Linked DNA regions of Anser cygnoides: region 1 is linked to region 2. Evidence: chromatin contacts called from public Hi-C data. All regions are on one chromosome and are shown on one strand. Each heading gives the region's core, a stretch centred on a gene start, on an enhancer-like site or on the middle of the called end of the contact. The rest is flanking DNA. Distances are from core to core; before and after follow the strand shown.

What was found. Hi-C and Micro-C count contacts between places; a contact is called where the count stands out from the background.
Region 1: a contact with region 2 is called in a Hi-C map of liver, with 2.3 times the contacts expected there. The contact joins the promoter of SLC41A3 here to the enhancer-like site in region 2. A contact is called at or near these places in 2 of 7 Hi-C or Micro-C datasets (both in liver).

Annotation. Positions count from the first base shown.
Region 1 is chr10:13,046,075-13,048,774 of Taihu_goose_T2T_genome, forward strand. SLC41A3 (solute carrier family 41 member 3) reads left to right here and starts at 1,416. Exons shown (of 11, transcript XM_067003004.1): 1 at 1,416-1,540.
Region 2 is chr10:12,945,524-12,948,223 of Taihu_goose_T2T_genome, forward strand. All of the region lies in intron 2 of LOC136791594 (a long non-coding RNA gene), which reads left to right. Among named protein-coding and RNA genes, the nearest start is that of KLF15, 43 kb to the left of the region's middle. Within about 2 kb of position 1,323, at least 2 of the 3 cell types and tissues checked have open chromatin away from gene starts, as enhancers often do. A contact at or near this core is called in liver, where this site is marked.

The DNA of each region.
Region 1 (2,700 bases), core at 166-2,665, 100 kb after region 2:
GTTTTGTACTGCCTGTTTCTATCTGCACACCAACCTCCAAATGATACTTTTAACCCATAATAGCTAACAGTGTTTCACAGTGCAGAAAGGTTAGGCTGAGCATTTCTTCATGCATCTCAGCTGTTGGATGTCCAGAAGCATGTCCTATGATGGGACTGCAGCCCAGTGTGCCATGGAGCAGTCACCAGCAGCTTTAATGCAGTGGTGACAAGGGACATTGCACAGCCTGGCCGTCACACTAAGTCTGTCGCTGGGGCTAACTGCATTGAAGTCATAAATCAAGCTTTATGGTTGAGAAATGTCTTCAGTAGTCCCTAGTCATCAAAGAAATGCCATTTTATAACAGGAAACTGGGTAAAAAACAAATGTCGTGTCTGGACAAAAGAGTGGAAAGAGCTGTAAAATTCCCCTCTGCTTGGCTGAAGGAATAGTTGTTGGAAATAAAGTCCAGGAGCAAAGCAACATGGAAGACAGGAAGGAAACTTATCTTCTTATTGCAGAAAAGTCTTTGTAAGCACTATGGAGAAATCAGAACAAGTGCAATGAGTCCCCTAACGCCTTTGACACTGCTGATATCACTTGTACCTCTGTGAGAGCAGAGAGAAGTAGCACACGTGAATTGCAGCTGAGTGAAGAAGAAAATCATTTTAGCGTGAAGCTGCTCAGCTTCATGCCACCGAGCACTTCCCAGGCTGCAGTGAGCAGCTGAACTGTTCCTATCTGGGAGCTCAGGGGCTCCTAGGTCACAGGAGCTCTGTTTGCAGTCAAGGTCCAGCAGCCGTTCCCTTGCGTCAAAGCCAGGGTGTATCTAAACACTGCCGCTGCGCTTCCAAGAAATGCAGTTCTGTGCTGCTGCTGAAAGACAGCCTTCTCAAATACGTACCCAGTGGTGATGCACTGGAGATTTGAGGTTGGTACACGAGGACACGGTGCATGTGCCAAACAGTTACATCCCTTTTTGTATATAGGATGAGGTGTGGCAGGGTGCTGGGAGTCCCTGTGCTAGCTGGTGGTTGGATCCAGGTGGGAGATCCCGCAGCTGGAGCCGTTACCAAAATGCCCTTGTCAATCAGTTTCCCCAGGGGGATTTCTGCTTGCTCTGTAGATATTTTTCTTTGAAGCTCAGGGGTAAAGTGATAGCAGAATACATTTTTAACAGGTCTAAAAACGTCTTGGCAAGGTCGCAGGTTTTTGATAGATGTCCCTTCCCTTCTTATTTCCCATAGGAAAACGCTGTCTTCTGGCCATTCTCAGGGAAGCACTGGTTGCAAAGGGATGACATAAAATTACACCAAGTGAGCTGAAATTTAAGCCTTGCTGTTACAGCAGTGACATTCAACAGTTAATGCGCACCCTCAACACGCAGCAGCTGCAGCGTTTCGTTACTGTCACTTACAAAAACCTTCAGCTCCCTTCAGTGTACCCTGCTTTGAGCCCAGAGCTTGCAGGCCCAAAGGCACCATTTTGTCAGTAGGAGCCCTTTAGCGTAGCGTGACACCTGAGAGACTTCAGCAGGATATAACATTGCTCTGGTACTGAGGTATGATTTAATATCCTTGATTGTTCTGGAAATTTGAGCTGCATGATTCAGGAGCCGTGCATGAGTACGGTTACTTCAGTGCGTAATGGGATTTATGTGCTCAGACGTGATGGATGCTGCAATCACATTTCTAACGTTGGTTCAGTAGGGGAGGGGGATGAAATCAAGTCTCTAGGAGTCTCGCTGTTGATTGCAGTGGAGGCGTTTGCACAAGAAGCTTGAAGTGAGAGATGTTGTAATGCCAAACTGGGGGGGGGGGGGGGGGGGGCAGGAAAAAACTGAAAATAGAGGAAAAGTCTTTCCTCAACTCCCAATTGCAGCCTCAGGTTTCTTTCTCCTGTGTTCAGGCGTTTTCACCCTTGCTGATAAGATCAGCCGGGGGTTCAGGCAGCCTGCAGGCTCGGGGGGCAGCAGCTCCACCTGGGGAGCGCTTCCCTGCGGGGCTCACGTCCCGAGGGGGCTCCGGGAGCCCTCCGACCCCCTTCCCCTCAAGCCCCGTCCCCTTCTGCCTTCCGTGGGCCAGGCAGGGCCGTATGACAGGCACCAACAACACAGCCCGGGGGTTGGAGCAGCGCGGCCCCCCCGCCCGCCTCACGCACGGCGCCGGGGCAGGCCCGGCGGCTGCCACTCAGGGCGCCGCGCCGCCTCCGAGCCGCCGGGGGCCGGACTCGAACCCGCGGCCGCCGCGCAGGGCGGGCTCGGCCCAGCCGTGGCGGGCGCCTCCCGCGGCCCTCTGAGGGCAGAGCCCCGGGCAGGGCGAGGAGCCGGTAAGCGACGGGAAGGAGACGGGGACGCACACACACACACAGGGGTTTCCTCCTCCTGTAGAGCGTGGTTTTAGGGTTGTCCATCCTTCCTTCTTCCCTCCTCCGCCGCCCAGCTGCGGCTGGGGCCTCCCAGCGGTTTCCTTCCGCTGCCCAGATGTTGGGTGAGGAAGGGGATGGGTCGGGGCCGGGGTTTGGGCAGCGGGGTTTGGTCCTGCGAATGGTGAACAGCGGGCAGGCAGCGTTAACCTCGGTGGGTGCTGGCGGGAGGCGATGGGGAACGATCCAGGCAGGCAGGATGAGGAATGGTGATGTGAAGAAGTGAGACCAGAGGAGAGGAGAGGAAAAGGGCGACTGGTAACAATTTTGCATGTTTATTTTTTCTCAGAGGATGCT
Region 2 (2,700 bases), core at 73-2,572:
AGCAATAAGGAAAATCAGTACCGTCTGCAGTCTTTGTTCATGAGGCACACTAACTAGGTGTTATTCACGCAGGTGGCTGTAAAATCTGGAATGTGCTGCTATGTTCTGAAAAGAAAAATCATAGCCGTAGCATGGTAAATACCTACAGCACCTGATGTGGAAGCTCAGGAATTTCAGTAAATCCTGATTCACTGGCTGAAGTCTAGACTGCAACTTAAAATTCACCATACGGCCTGAGATCAGGGCCTTAGTTCCTCTTGCTGATAGTGGTCAGTGGTGATTATTTGCAGGCAGAGAAGAAATGGGTATGGCTAAAGCCTGTACTTCCAGCTACAGCCAGCAGCAAATTAGGGACCTTCTAAGCCACAAGTTACTTCAGGTTAATGCCAGAGATCACCCATGGGCTGATCCTCTGTTTGAACACACTCATGCCTTTGGCCTACATAATGTCCTGCAGCAATCAGTTTCGTGGCTCCATGAGGCTCAGCGTGAGATATATTTGTGTTTATTTTAAATGTATGTCATAGTATGCTGTTGTATGTTGCACTTTTGAATGTGTTCCTTTGCCCATGAAACAACAGCAGGTAATTGTTCCCTGAGTTCAAGTCCCTTTTATCAATCAAGTTGTCTCACCACTGGGCTCTTGGTTACTCACAGAGGTGAGACTGTGAAGAGAAAGTCCTGGACCAGAGAAGCCCTATCCCAGAAGATAACCTGACTGACTGCTATGTCAGAGTTTGCACTGACAAACTCTGTTGGGTGCAGTCTGTTTGCTGACCAGTGGGCTGCCAGGCTGCAATTCCAGCCGGTTTGAATCAACAAGCCTGGCTCTCATTTTCCTGAGATCTCATCAGAGCTGCTATCAGCTTGGATCCAACCTGGTGGATCAATGAAAGTTATGACGCTATATGGATTTGTTTTTCAGTGGCATTGATAAAAGAGTGTTGCAAGATCCTCATCTCAGACTCAGTCTGGCTAACTGAAGGTTGTGAAATTTCCAAAGACGACAAGGGGAAAAAAGAGCAAAAAAGCAAAAAAAAAAAAAAAAAAAAAAAAAAAAATCACTCTCCCCTGTGTTGCAACTCTGAGTGCAATCAATTGCAAACAATAATTCTCTCACTGGACACTCAGCTTCATTTTAGTTGGGTCCATGGAAAGTAATTTCTATATATATCAGCTAGATGTCTGACCTGAGGGTTGAAACAAAGAAATCTGCTTACAGAAATGTTGCAAATGCAAAATTCTGGCACTGCAGTCCAAGTTCTGCCCTTGACTAATGTAGTTTGTCTCAAAATTGTGACCACGTTGAGCAATTGTACAGGGGAAGGGAAGAACTGAACCATTCTGAACAACATCTGTAAGCTAAAAACCAAGAAGTGAGTTCCACTAGGAATGGAAATACTTGATTAATGAGCAACACTGAAGCGAAGATATTTGCTGTGAAACAGCTCCCAGATCTACACTGCTGCTTCAAAGCATTCCTCCTCATCTTGGACAACCATGGCTTTACCTGCTCTGTGCTGGATGAGAGGATCCAGTTCCCCTTGCTCAGCATTTCAGCTGCTCTCTGAAATGCTCACCTCTTCTGCTAGCCCACTAGCTGTGGGCTGGTGACTGCAACATGAAAGTGCTGCGTTTAATTGGATCTGATTCCCACAGCAAACTAATGAAGCATCTCTGGTATTAATGGGGACACTTCAACAGCTGGCCATGACATAAAGTCAGGAAGAGTCTGCTGAGTTTTCAGTGATGTTGGTTGGATTATGGCAGAGCAGAGAAGCCCAAGGTCTTTGTGAAGGTAATGTACAGGCAGTCCCTATCACAATGAGCCTGATCAGAGTTTAGCAGGACTTTCCCAAAACATTCTTTTAAGCCAATTCAGAGGAACGAGAGAAAGGGGAAGAATCAACACAATTTGCACGTGGGAGTTGAAGAAAACAACATAAAAGCTCTAGGAAATTTTACTCCAGCTTTTGCATTTGGCAGAATGGCTTCATGATGGGATTTCAAGTGCTCAGAAATCCCCTGGCATATGGTCCAGAACAAAAAATAATCTAATCGAATCCAATCTCATCTAATCTAATTTCATTTCTCACTATTGTGAAATCACCACAAAAGCATCTGAGACATTTTTACTTCTTTTTAAATGCTGACCTTCTGCAGGATCAAGTCACATGTATTACTGCTATATAGACACTGTTCCTTAGCAGAATTATCATTTAACTGAACAGCACTATGTTGCAAGAGGAAATCCTTGTCAATGACAGCTATGACCAGGAGAAGCCTTGTGAGTGTTTTTACTAGGATCACCATAAAAACGATAGGAATATGCCACGCTATGACAGTTGTTATGTTTTGCCCACTGTGGAACTGCCAATGTGGGTGACCTTTCAGCAAGAGCAAAATATTGCAGTTTACTGATACCTCCACGGGTCTGATTTCAGTGACCTTCCACATGCATGCAAGGAAGAGTTAAGACAATCCTGCAACTGAATCTGAAGGAGCAGGTGTAAGAGTAGGTCAAAGCTCTTCATATCTTTTAATGCAGTAAATAATGTTGTATATGCAGTGTAACAACCACTTGAGGTGGTGCTTAACACTTCACTCTTCTATTTTTCCTTGACAAGTATCTTGATCGCTGGATTTCTATATTTGTAATTGATGTTACATTGGACTCTGGATATGAAAAGTAATGACAAG